2 separate regions of the Capsicum annuum genome follow, and region 1 is linked to region 2. A link is a contact called in public Hi-C data. All regions are on one chromosome and are shown on one strand. Each heading gives the region's core, a stretch centred on a gene start, on an enhancer-like site or on the middle of the called end of the contact. The rest is flanking DNA. Distances are from core to core; before and after follow the strand shown. Region 1 holds the start of LOC107863511 (guanylate-binding protein 1). Region 2 holds the start of LOC107861196 (MLO-like protein 2).

Region 1 (6,203 bases), core at 2,620-5,119, 320 kb after region 2:
TTTTTGTTTCCTATTTTACATCGTTGAATGAAATTGATATGAACTAAGTCGCATCAGATGGTATTAAATTTGATATAAACTACATCAAATTATATATTTTTTGATTCTGCAATTAGTAACATTTGACATAAATATTGAATCTTGATTTTATTGGTGGTCATTACTCTTTGTATAAGATTGTTGGTATGAACAAAGTTTAATTTTGATATTTAACATAGTATTTATATAATGTTCTTCATCTTGCCAGAAAGCGAACAAAAATATCGATTTTGATTAATACTGATTATTTTTTTATTGCAACGAAAAATTATTTGATATCAAACAACTATAAGAGTTAATTTATTTTTAACATTTACGTTGATAGTTTTTCATATAATATCCATTGCATACACTAAAAAGGTTATGTGACATAAAATATAATTTTTCTCATCGATTGTCACATTCATAAAACTCATTCAATACAAATGTGATTTAAGCAAAACTTCATCTATGTCAATTTAGTACATTGAGAACTCAAAATAAAAATATTACTTAAGTATGAAATGAGTATATAAATTGATTTCAACGAGTTAAAAGTGGGATTATCCTAGAAAAACGTGTTCATCTAAACTTAGTTAACATCATTACACTAATTGGAACCATCCCTCGACCTATAAACTGCTAGTACAATAATCTTGAAAACTAATCAATACATCTACTAAAAGTCTCGCACAAAAAAAAAAACTCAATATAAAAGACATCCTTGTTTGGCTAATGCATCTTAAAAATGAATGTCTTCTTGTTCATTCATCTTTCTCGAGTAGATGGACATTACAGGTAAAACAATGAAATGTGTTATGGCTAACCATGTTTCAGATGTTAGAAACAAGCCAAACACGAGTTTGAAGTTCTAGATGAATGTAAGAACAAGTTTTTTTTTTCAAGGTATACATGTAAAATATATTAAAAAAATAAGATAAATATATTAAACAGAAAAGATATATCTTTTTAAAAAATATATTAAGAAACTAAAATAAATAAATTGAAACATAGAAAATATATTTATAGGATAATAGAATCATTTTCGTGATATGTCGTTTACAAATTTACAAGTATATGCTGGATTGGGGATCAACTCATCTAACACAATTGGTTACATGAATATTCAAATTATTTATGTGCTTCAAAGGTTGTTAAATTTTAAGTGTTTTCTTATGCTAATATTTTCCAATTCCAAGGTTGCTCCAATTTGAATATACTATGAGTAGTTAATAAGGAAAGAGGGTAAAAAAAGTGAAGGATAAATGAGATGAAAAGTATCAATAATTACATTATGAACTAAAATATTTTTCTTCCTATTAGTTAGTGATCAAAACGAGTCACTATTTAGAAGAAATTTAATAAATGAAAATTAAAGAGATAAGACTTCTATTGATAATTTAAACAGGTAAAGAGATAAGACTTCTATTGATAATTAAAGACTGAAAAATATGAAAAAGTGTATAATCAAGTTAATTAGTCAAGTTAATAAAAAGGTATAAAACCAGATCTTAAGTTTAAAAAATATAGTTACCATATATAACTCCTTAAATTGTGGACAAACTTGGATATTTAATTATTAAAAAAAATATTGATACCTTAACTTGTCATAATTATCCAAAAAATTTAATTAATAGTGATAAATATTAAATGCTAAATATAAAGAAATAATACAAATAATAAATATTACAAAATTGAATAACTTCATTAAATTTCATATCCAGCTTTAAAGATTGGGAAAACGAGCGAACAATTAGGGTGTGTTTGGTATGAAGGAAAATGTTTTTCTGAAAAATAAATTGGTTTCTTACTTGTTTTTCTTATGTTTGGTTGGTGGATGGAAAATATTTTCTAGTATTTGGTTGGTGAATGGAAAATATTTTTCAAAAAATATATTTTATTGTTTAGCTAAAGCGCAAAAATATATTTTAGAATTTTTTAATTTTTTTTTTAAGAAATTAAATTTTTTTTGGAAAGGGGGTTGGTAGGCGGGTGGGTGGGGGTGTCAGAATAGGTAATAGGGGTGGGGTAAGAAAAATTTTTGAACTTTTTTGGTTAAATTTTTTTAAAAAAAATTGGTAGGGGTGGGGAGTCTAATAGGAGCTGGGGGTCAGGGAAGGGGAGTGAGGGGGAAAGGGGATTGAAATTTTTTAAAAAATATATATATATATTTTTTAAGGTTGGGGGAGGGGGAAGGGATGGGAGAGGGGGAGGGAGGGTAGGGGTGTGGGGTAAGAGAAAAGTTTAAATATTTTAATAAAATATAGATATTGTTTTTAGAAGGGGCTGGCAGAGGTAGGGGAAAGGTGGGGGTGGGGGTGGGGGTAGGGGTAGGGGGTGTCGGGGTAATAGGGTATTGAGGGCGGGAGATGGAGTAGATGATTTTGAGAATTATAGGAATATTTCAACTTTAAAGTGATGTTGAAAGAGAGTTTTGAAAAATGTTTTCCTTACTTTTTTAAGAGAAGCCATTTTCCTTTAAATTAAGGAAAATAAGTTGGTTTGAAAAATATTTTTCAAAACATATAAGTCAACCAAACATAAGAAAACTGAAAAACATTTTCTGGAAAACATTTTCCTTCATACCAAACACACCCTTAAAGAACGAAATGATTGTTTTACCATTTCATATAAACATTTCTTTACGTTATCACTTTTCACTCCTTTTCCATTGCCGCGTATCAAATAAAACAACTCTTCTTTTCAATTGCCAATGGTAAAGATGTAAATTTAACTTCTTCTCACACTAAGGGCTCATTTGTTTGCACTTAATGGAAGTCTGAATCTAAATGGTTCGGACTTCAAACCATTAAGTGTATTTGTTTTTTATTGAGATTTTAGTTTTTAATAAGTCTTAATAGGTCTTAATCATTCAGATCTAGAATCAAGCCTTAATAGGTTTGAAGAGGTATTCTGATGTTAGATAATATTCACCGCCATTCTATTCATAATCATCAGTCACCACCTCTGCCACCGCCATCATTATCAACTACCACTAACCACCTCGACCATCACAATCACCATCGACAAAAAATATCGCTACCAACTACTATTGTCAACTACTACCATACCTATTATCTCTATTATTCTAATTATATTTACTGCTACCACGACCGTCAACAGCACCACCATCATCAGCCACTACCGGTCAATTCCTACTATCGATCAACTCATCTATCACTGCTAGCACCACCGCTAACTATTAATAATACATCACAACCTCCACACATTCTTCGACGGCAACTACCATTGTCACTAATAATGTCACCTCTGTCATCACTTCAATCACTATCATCACTACAATTTATCTCTATTAATAACAACCATCTCCACTATCACAACTAACATCTCCAACTAGCACCAACACATCGTCAACCATCGTGCATTCATTTTTGAGCCATCACAATCAACACCTCCAACTACTAACATCAAGCAACAACACATCACAACCATCACCATCACTACTATTAATCGTCACTATCATAACAGTCACTACAATACCAACCATCGCACTATCACCACTAAAATTACTAATTAATAACATCAATCATCGTCACCGCAACCACCATTATAAACTATTTTCAATATCACTAACAAGCATAAATATTTTTTTAACCAAATAAATAATTTTATTAAATTAAATTACATACTTTTCTGATATATAATTAATTTTTTATTTAATTGTATTTTTTATTTTATTATATAAAATATTTTTTTTACAGTTTCAAATATTGAAAAACAAACAATTCAAATCAAGAGATCATAATTCAATCATTGTGTTGTACATTCAGATTCAGACCGCAACATCTAAATCTTAAAAAAAAAAAAAAAAAAGCAAATGCAGCCATACACAGGTCTCCTTGCATTCTGTTTTTTTTTTTTCCCTCTTTTCCATTTATAAAAAAAAAAAAGTCCCCACACAAATTCGAAATCCTCTCGCTCTCCACTTTTCCCCCAAAAGTAACACCGCCAGCGTGTGAGAATATGCTGAGGTTTTTCGGCAGAGGCTCGCCGCAGCAGGATTCTCCGTCACCGTCAGCGTCTCCTTCGCCATCGCCATCTCCCTCGCCTCCAAAGCGCTCCGCTGTCAATGTTGCTACGGGACCAGCTAGGCCGATACGGTTTGTGTATTGCGATGAGAAAGGGAAGTTCCAGATCGATCCCGAAGCGCTAGCGGTACTTCGTCTTGTCAAGGAACCAGTTGGCGTTGTCTCTGTTTGTGGTCGCGCTCGTCAAGGCAAGAGCTTTATACTAAACCAGGTAAGTACAATTCGAATTTTCAGAAAAGCAAGCCTTTATATTTGTCTATATGTCTTTTTTATTCTTAGGTTATCTATGCTATTTATAGTATGCAGTATTTTATCTACCTTTGTTTATTAGGGTTAATGCTTGCAGGTGCCTAGTATAGCTGCTTAATTGTTTAGATATACTAGTTCCACAAAGCACATTGCTTTGAAATGAGAAACAGGATAGGAAGTAAATACGAAGGAACTAAAGCAGCAAGAAAACAGTCTAGGTGAATTAGGACTAAAAATTCCCTGAATGCAGCTGTTGGAGAACTATGTGTAAGTAAGTGGTTTGCAAATGTCATGTTAGTGATTAAAGCGGGGGTGAGTTTTGTAGTTCTGACTTCCGAGACTGCATTTGTTTTAGTTTGGCTAATTTTTCGCTGTGGATCCAGAAGATATTGACCAACAATGAGCGGATTTATCATATCAGCTGTATCAACAAAGATGTTCGTTGTAGATGACCAAAATAGAATCTGAAGCACACTAAGAGAATACTCATAGAAAATTCTGATCAGATAAATAAGGAACTATGCAGGTTCACTTTGGAGTTTGCTAAATTAGTCTTATAAATAACTATGGTGTTTGGACCAACTTGCTCGCACCTCAACTATTTCCATGAGGAACGTGCTATCTCTTGCCGATGCATATATCTGGTAGCTCTGTCCATCAAGGCTTGGTCAGATAAGAAGCTTGGTTTTGAACCCGAGACCTCATGGTTCTCAACTACTTTATTGACTACTAGGCCTACCTTTGGGTGCACGAGTTTGCCAAATTGTTTCTGAAATATAAAAGCATCAAAGAAGGCTAGCAAAACTGATAAGACTCATGGCGCCCAAGGGTGTGGCACAGTGGTTCAATGTAGTTGGGTTAGGTACCATGAGATGTCGGGTTCAATTCTCAACAGATACGAACACTGGGTGATTTCTTCCCATCTGTTTTGTTTTAGCCTTGGTGGACAGAGTTACCTGGTTTCTGTTACTTGTTAAGACTCATGGGGATCTAAGTTAGAAACTAGAAGCTAAGTGTGCATTCATCAAAGTGAAGTGCATAATTTAGAGAAGGTATGAAATTTGCCTAACAGAGTACAAACTCAATGACGTAACACACAAGGTGATGTGGAAGTGAGGATTGGTACTCAGGTTATCCTCAAGAAAGGAAGTGAGGATTGGTAAGGGAATAAGTAGATGCTTCCAGACGAAAACCTTGCTCTACCATTGTGCATAGAAAATGTTCAACTACTTACTAACTGGCTACCTTAATACTCGACCTTCATGCTTTCTTATTTAGGATCATGTCCTTGGTAAGTTGCTAAGTTGCTGTGTCATGTCTTGTCTAACCACCTCTTTCCAATTCTTTCTCAGTATATTCTACCTCTCCTCAAGCCTATCACCGTTAATCTCTCACACCTCCTTACTAGGGGATTTGTTGTCTTCGTCTTCATATGTTCGAACCATCTAAATCCCGATTCTCATATCTTGTCCACCACCGTAGCTACTACTCCCACTTTGTTCCGTATATCTCCATTCCTATTTTTGTCTCTTCTGGTATGCCGCCATATCTATCTAAATATTCTCATTTGCGCTATCTTCATCTTCTGTATGTGCGAACTCCCAACTGGCCAACATTCTACCCTGGACAACATAGCTGGTCTAACAATTGCTCTACAAAACTTACCTTTGAGTTTGATGACACGTTCTTATTACCTAGGTCTCCGGATGCGAGCCTCCTTTTCATCCACCTGCTTTAATATGATGTGCGACATCCTTGTGGATCTCCTCATTTCCTTTGAATATAGATCCAAGATACTTGAAGCATTATCTTTTGGAGCCTGGAGGTGACTTGTGTATCGATCCTTGCTTCCCCATTCGACTCATGTGATGCAATACTGAACTTGCC
Region 2 (6,128 bases), core at 334-2,833:
TTGCTTATCCAGAGATGAGAATTGAGAGTTTTTAATGAAGATAGATACCATTGAGGAACGAATGTGCTTGTATGTAAGTGCCTGCACTACAAATTTTACTGATCTGCTTTCACAGGGTATCATGCATAATTTCATGAAAGTTTCATTAATGAATAAACTTTGTCCAATGGGGGAGCATAGCTGTAGTTGGTCTGAAGTTTAATTTTTGGTCGAATAATAAAAGCTTACTCTTAAGAGAAGAATTTCCCACTGTGTTTTTAAAGAAATTCTGTCCGAATAGTTTCCCAGTTGCTTCTTGTAAATTGTAATGTGCGAAGACCTAATCCAGGGATTTCGCCTTGTCATTTTCCAGGACTCTCTAGCAATCATTCGGCTTCAATTCCTTAATTTTGCTTTTGATAATATGGGTATGAGCATGACTTTTTGGGTGGTTTCACTTTGCAGGAAAATTGGCATGTATGTTCCTCTGATTTTGATGTACTATGATGCAACAATTGGAGATTGTGTTGCTGCATCAAGATGTCTGTATGATAATTGTGATCTGTTTAAAATTTGCCTAGTGGTCTTTCTTTTAGGTTTGAGATAATTTTTGTATTTGTATCCTGTACCTTCTCTAGCTTTTCTGTGAACTAACTCAAGCTCCTGTGAAAGCCGGTAAGTTTGTTGTAGGAGCTCATCTCGTGAACACTATTGTAATCGTGAAGGAATTTTCATGTATAGTCCTGTAATTAAACAGGCTAATATGGTTTCCTGTTTGTTACTATTACATAATCCTGCATTCCTGAATTTTCGTTACTGGATTATCATTCTCTTTCCATGACCTTCTGTAACGTAACTACTTTTGGAAACAGATAAATACCACAAATTATAAGTGTTATGCTAAAGAAGATTTTGATGAGTAAATGCTTCCTTCTCCATCAATTTCAGTATCTGGATTCCTCTGTACTCTTTCAACACTGCGCTCCAACATGTCCGTCATGATAGTTTGTGCATTGCCTTAATCATCCTTGTTAGTTGTAATACTGTTTTCCCAGATTCTGTAGCTGGTGTAAATGCTATCATTGATGATCACTATTCATTAGTCTGTTATATTGTGTTAACAGCTAGATTATCAGCTTGTTCTGTTATGATTGCTTATTTCTATTTTTGTTTTGATGAATTAAAGTACCTTTAATGATATACCGTTTCCTTATTTAAGAATTTCTCATACACATATAATTTTGTTGTTCAATTCAATAAGATCCTTGAAACCAGTGAAAAACAATCAACAATTCTCGTCACAGTTCACACGGCAGTAATTGCCAAATTAAGAATGTTCGAAGTACCAAAATCTTTTGATGTCCTAAAGCTTAAGCCTAAAGATATTATAAACATGTTACTTATAATATGTGCATTTTGACGTCCTTTTCTCATCACAGAATTGTGTTTGCTCGAGCATAGAACGAGGTTTCCTCTTTGGATCCCCAAAAAGGCCCCCAAAGTTGACTAACTGGTACCTGCTGCTATTACTATTTACAAAATATGCATCGTCAAAGAGAATTTAGCCGCGTTATGTCCATGTTACACATTACAAAACCAATAATATTTTAGAACTTCTCAACCATGTCATGGCCTTCGTGGATATTTGACTTTCATCTTTTGACTAACCTAACCTTTTTCCAACTCTATATAGAACAATAAATACTGAGACCACCTGATTCTTTAAAATTTCTATACGTAAGCGAACATTTCATTTCTTCAAAACTAGTAAAGCTTAGTCTATTCTTCCTAAACAAGGAAATTTTTACCCTGGGAAGAACAGACAGATATAAAAATGGCAGGTTCAAACAGCAGTAGTGCCATAACTTTGGAGACAACACCAACATGGGCTGTTGCTGTTGTGTGTTTTATTTTGATTACTATTTCCATTCTTATTGAACATGCCCTTCATCTATTAGCTAAGGTATGTCTTAATACCTCCATATCCCCTAACAAAGTAAATTCAATTGGCCCTTTAATTCCGAAGCAAAAAAAAAAGGAAACTCAGTGCGCTAAGCTTTTAACATGCATGGTGTTAGGAAAGGACTAGAATACATTGAACTATTGGACATAGTCTTACCTTTGCCTGTATTTATGTCAGAGACTATTTTGATGCTTTAAATTTGCGACCTACTACTCTCACGACAACAACATTTACTGCATTAAGCTTTCATTATATATGCATGTGGTTGGTAAAGGACTAGAGTACGTTAGTCTATTATATTATATGTAGTCTTACTGCATGTGACTGTCTATATCAATCTATGTTGCTTCTATGTTTGATTGGTTTTGAATTCATTCCTGTAGTACTTCAACAAGAAGAGGAGGAAATATTTGATTCAAGCTCTAGACAATATCAAAACAGGTACTAATTACAATAAGAAAATTTTGAATGAATATATTACTGTTTGTTGTAGCTAGCTGGAATGTTTGCTTGACTTTTGTATATAAATTTTGTATTTGAAGAGTTGATGCTTTTGGGATTCATCTCTTTATTGCTGACTGTTCTGCAAAAGCCCATTGCCAAAATCTGTATCCCAAAGGGTGCTGCTGAGACTTTTCTTCCATGCCAAAGCTTGACAACTGATGATGATGAGGAGGAGGAACCAAAATGTGAACAACAGGTATTTTTAAATGAAAGTAATTATTTACTAGTAGTGACTGAAGCTGAATTTTCACTTTGGGATTCAAAATTGTAAGTAGTAAATATACGAAGAAGTTAAAGAAAATTCTAAACATATAGTATATAGTATATACATGTAAAAAGAATTCGACCTATCTACATAGTGGATCTTTCTGGCGAAGGGGCGTCAATTGACTTCCTTTGAACAAGAGTAGCTCCGGCGAGTTGATTCAGTGTAAATATATAGATATACATTTTAGTTCCAAGTAAATTTTAATATGTAAGTGTCAATAATTTTATTTTCAGGGAAAGAAATCTTTGATGTCAAGAGCAGGTGTCCAGCAGCTCCAGCTCTTAATATTTGCTCTTGCTTTCTTCCATATTCTTTCTTGCTTCCTCACGTTCAGTCTTGGAACCCTTAAGGTAATTAATTAAAATTCTTCAATCTTTACAGCTTTTTTTCCCCCAATATTGTAAAATATCAATATTTAACAAAGTGAAATTTTACTACCAAAAAAAAAAGTTTACTGCACAATTTTCACCAATTCGATGTTCTCTACACAATTTTCACTAACTCAATGATCATGTGAGCAGTCAACTCCAAATATCATAAGAACCAAGAAAACAAATTAAAGAAGTAGGTAAATTGAAATAGAAGTCTTATTTGAACATTATATGTGCAACTTTTTAATATGATATGACATCTTCTAGACAATTTGACAACTATTTAATATGTTTCTGGAGTTGGACATTTGTAGGTGTGTTTTTGATCATATATATGTTATTCTTACTACTGTTTTGGTAAATGGTCAGATGAGAAGATGGAAATTTTGGGAGGCAGAAACAAGAACCTTAGATTATCAATTTTCACATGGTAAGTTGCCTTCTGATCAAAATAATTGATGTTCTAAATTTGAACATATTGACAAGAAATTCACTTATTTCTAAAAATTAAGAAGGATTTCTTTGTTAGATTGACAAAATTATCATGGGAATTAAGAACATGAGCAGGGCAATTTGGAAAAAAGAAATAAATACCTTTTTAATTTTGTGAAGCGTTAATTATTTTGAATGTTAAAATATCAATTATTTTAAACAGAAGGGAATATTGTATAATTCATGTTGCATATTTCATTAATTGTCTAGAAGTCTTCATTGTGTAGGGACATTAATTTTTTGTCTCAATTAAACACATTATCATATGAGCAATTATTATGTCCCATGGTAGGCTCAATATATGGAAAACGTTTCATGAAACAAAGGATTGAAGTTAGGTACGCCGTACACGAATACTTTTTAAACATTATTGAAATATTTTATATATTATACGTAATTTGTTTATTTATAATTTATTTTAAATTATAGTAGTCAATACTAACTTATTCTATAAAGTAATTTCTAATTGTGTTTTAATGATCTTAGTACTATCTACGTGTGTAAATAAATTTTAAACTTTCTAACTTATAATTAATGACACTAGTAGACAATATTTCAAATTAAGACGTTTGGTTTCAACTCATGCTCTTTCCTCGAAAGAAAAATCCTGTAGGGTGGGTTTGTTTTGTAATTGAGCTTTTGGAAGATATTTTATTTAAGAAAATAAATATCATAAAAATCAAGAAAATAATTTTTCTGAAAAAAATAAATAAATTTCATATGTACATAACATATCATGCTGATTGCACGGCTTCACTCTCAACGCTGCGCACCCCATTCCACCTCCCAAACACCGCCCCCCCCCCCCCCCCCCCCCCCCCCCCCCCCCCCCCCCCCCCCACACACACACACCAACCAACGCTCATCTCACTTCCATTGTCAAAGTGTTTGTTTAAATTACTATTATGCATAAATATTTTTAGAACAACATTTATTCATTTATTGTCAACCCACCAAACATGTAAAAACAAGTAAACAAATAATTTATTTTTAATTTCTTTCTTTTTTCATATACCAAACACACATGACATACGTAATTATCTTCTTGATCTGATATTGTCCGAAAGTGGAAATTCCAAAAGCAAACATGCATGCAAGCAATAAAATTACCTATCAAATAACGTCACAATTTCATTTGAGTCGAACTGTATATTCCTCGAAATAATTTACTTTCTGAACTTTTATTATGGTGTTATGGGTTAAGATTTAATTGTTTTTTCGTGTCCAATTAATGATTTAGATCCAAGGAGGTTTCATCTAATTCATCAAACATCATTCGGAAAACGACATCTCAATTTTTGGAGTGAACATCGCTTTCTACGTTTGCCAGTAAGTAACCTTTTTTTATCATTTAATTAATAAAGTTTTTTATTACTACTTATTTAGACCCCCCAAAAAATATGAAATACTTCCTATCTTTTAAAAATTCTCGAACCAATTACTAAAATTAATTCTAATGTGTAGGTTTGTTTCTTAAGGCAATTTTATGGATCAGTATATAAAGTAGACTACTTCACTCTTCGGCATGGATTCATTATGGTATAGTATTTACGCAACTCTTTTTCTATTATTAATGTGTGCTGAATTAATTAATTAATATCTGAGATCATACTTATAGTACTAGTCTTTTAATTTATTAGGCACATTTTGCTGAAGGAGCAGAGTTTGATTTCCATAAGTATATAAGAAGAGCTTTAGATAAAGATTTTAAAGTGGTGGTGGGAATTAGGTAACTCTATATATGCTGTGTTGCATGTGGATTAATACTTTTCTTGATACGAAGGAAATGATTTACAGGACAATATTAATTATTAATTTTCTTCTTCTTTGTTGATGCATTGCAGCCCATGGATTTGGACCTTCTCTGTGCTCTTCATATTCTTAAATGCATATGGTAATAGTACTTCTTAATTAAACTAATAGAATAGTATATTAATTAAACTAGTTGCAGCCCGTGGATTTAATTTTTAAAAATTGTCTTAAAATGCCATTTTAAGAATTCAAGATCAAAACTAACAATTTTTTCTATTATACCCTTAACATTTTCTCATCATATTGAATAAGAAAAATTGTAATTAGGAGTACTTTTCCATATATATAGTTTTTGAATATCTAAAGTTTAATTTTAAATATTAATCTTATTTAATATAATTTAAGTTTGAAAATTGGTCAAATCGACTCTCGAAGAATGGGGAGTATTATTTTTCTTGCATATGGAAACAATATATTATAACGCTATTACAAATTTACTAATTTTCGGTTGCTTATTTTAATTTTGCAGTGTTCCACAGCACCTATTGGCTTCCTTTCATTCCTCTAGCAGTAAGCAAATTCAATTCTTCAAAGTCATAAGAGATTAGATGAAGCTCATGATGATGATGACCAACACAACATTTTTTGTTTTGTTTTATTTGAAAAAACACAGATGTTACTGGTGGTTGGAACGAAACTACAAGGCATCATCACAAAAATGTGCTTAGATAGCAATTATAAGTCAAGTGTTGTTAGAGGAAATTTAGTGGTTAGACCTGATGATCAATTCTTTTGGTTT

What was found. Hi-C and Micro-C count contacts between places; a contact is called where the count stands out from the background.
Region 1: a contact with region 2 is called in a Hi-C map of leaf, with 2.9 times the contacts expected there. The contact joins the promoter of LOC107863511 here to the promoter of LOC107861196 in region 2. A contact is called at or near these places in 2 of 5 Hi-C or Micro-C datasets (leaf and placenta).

What each region holds. Positions count from the first base shown.
Region 1 is chr2:127,791,299-127,797,501 of UCD10Xv1.1, forward strand. It overlaps LOC107863511 (guanylate-binding protein 1), which reads left to right and starts at 3,870. Exons shown (of 14, transcript XM_016709449.2): 1 at 3,870-4,278. The coding sequence starts at 4,003.
Region 2 is chr2:127,476,804-127,482,931 of UCD10Xv1.1, forward strand. It overlaps LOC107861196 (MLO-like protein 2), which reads left to right and starts at 1,584. Exons shown (of 14, transcript XM_016706559.2): 1 at 1,584-1,942; 2 at 2,326-2,383; 3 at 2,485-2,642; 4 at 2,948-3,064; 5 at 3,455-3,515; 6 at 4,818-4,906; 7 at 5,042-5,116; 8 at 5,218-5,306; 9 at 5,422-5,471; 10 at 5,859-5,899; 11 at 6,003-6,128. The coding sequence starts at 1,814. It overlaps LOC107859326 (auxin response factor 3), which reads left to right. Exons shown (of 12, transcript XR_001671352.2): 11 at 1-73; 12 at 445-786.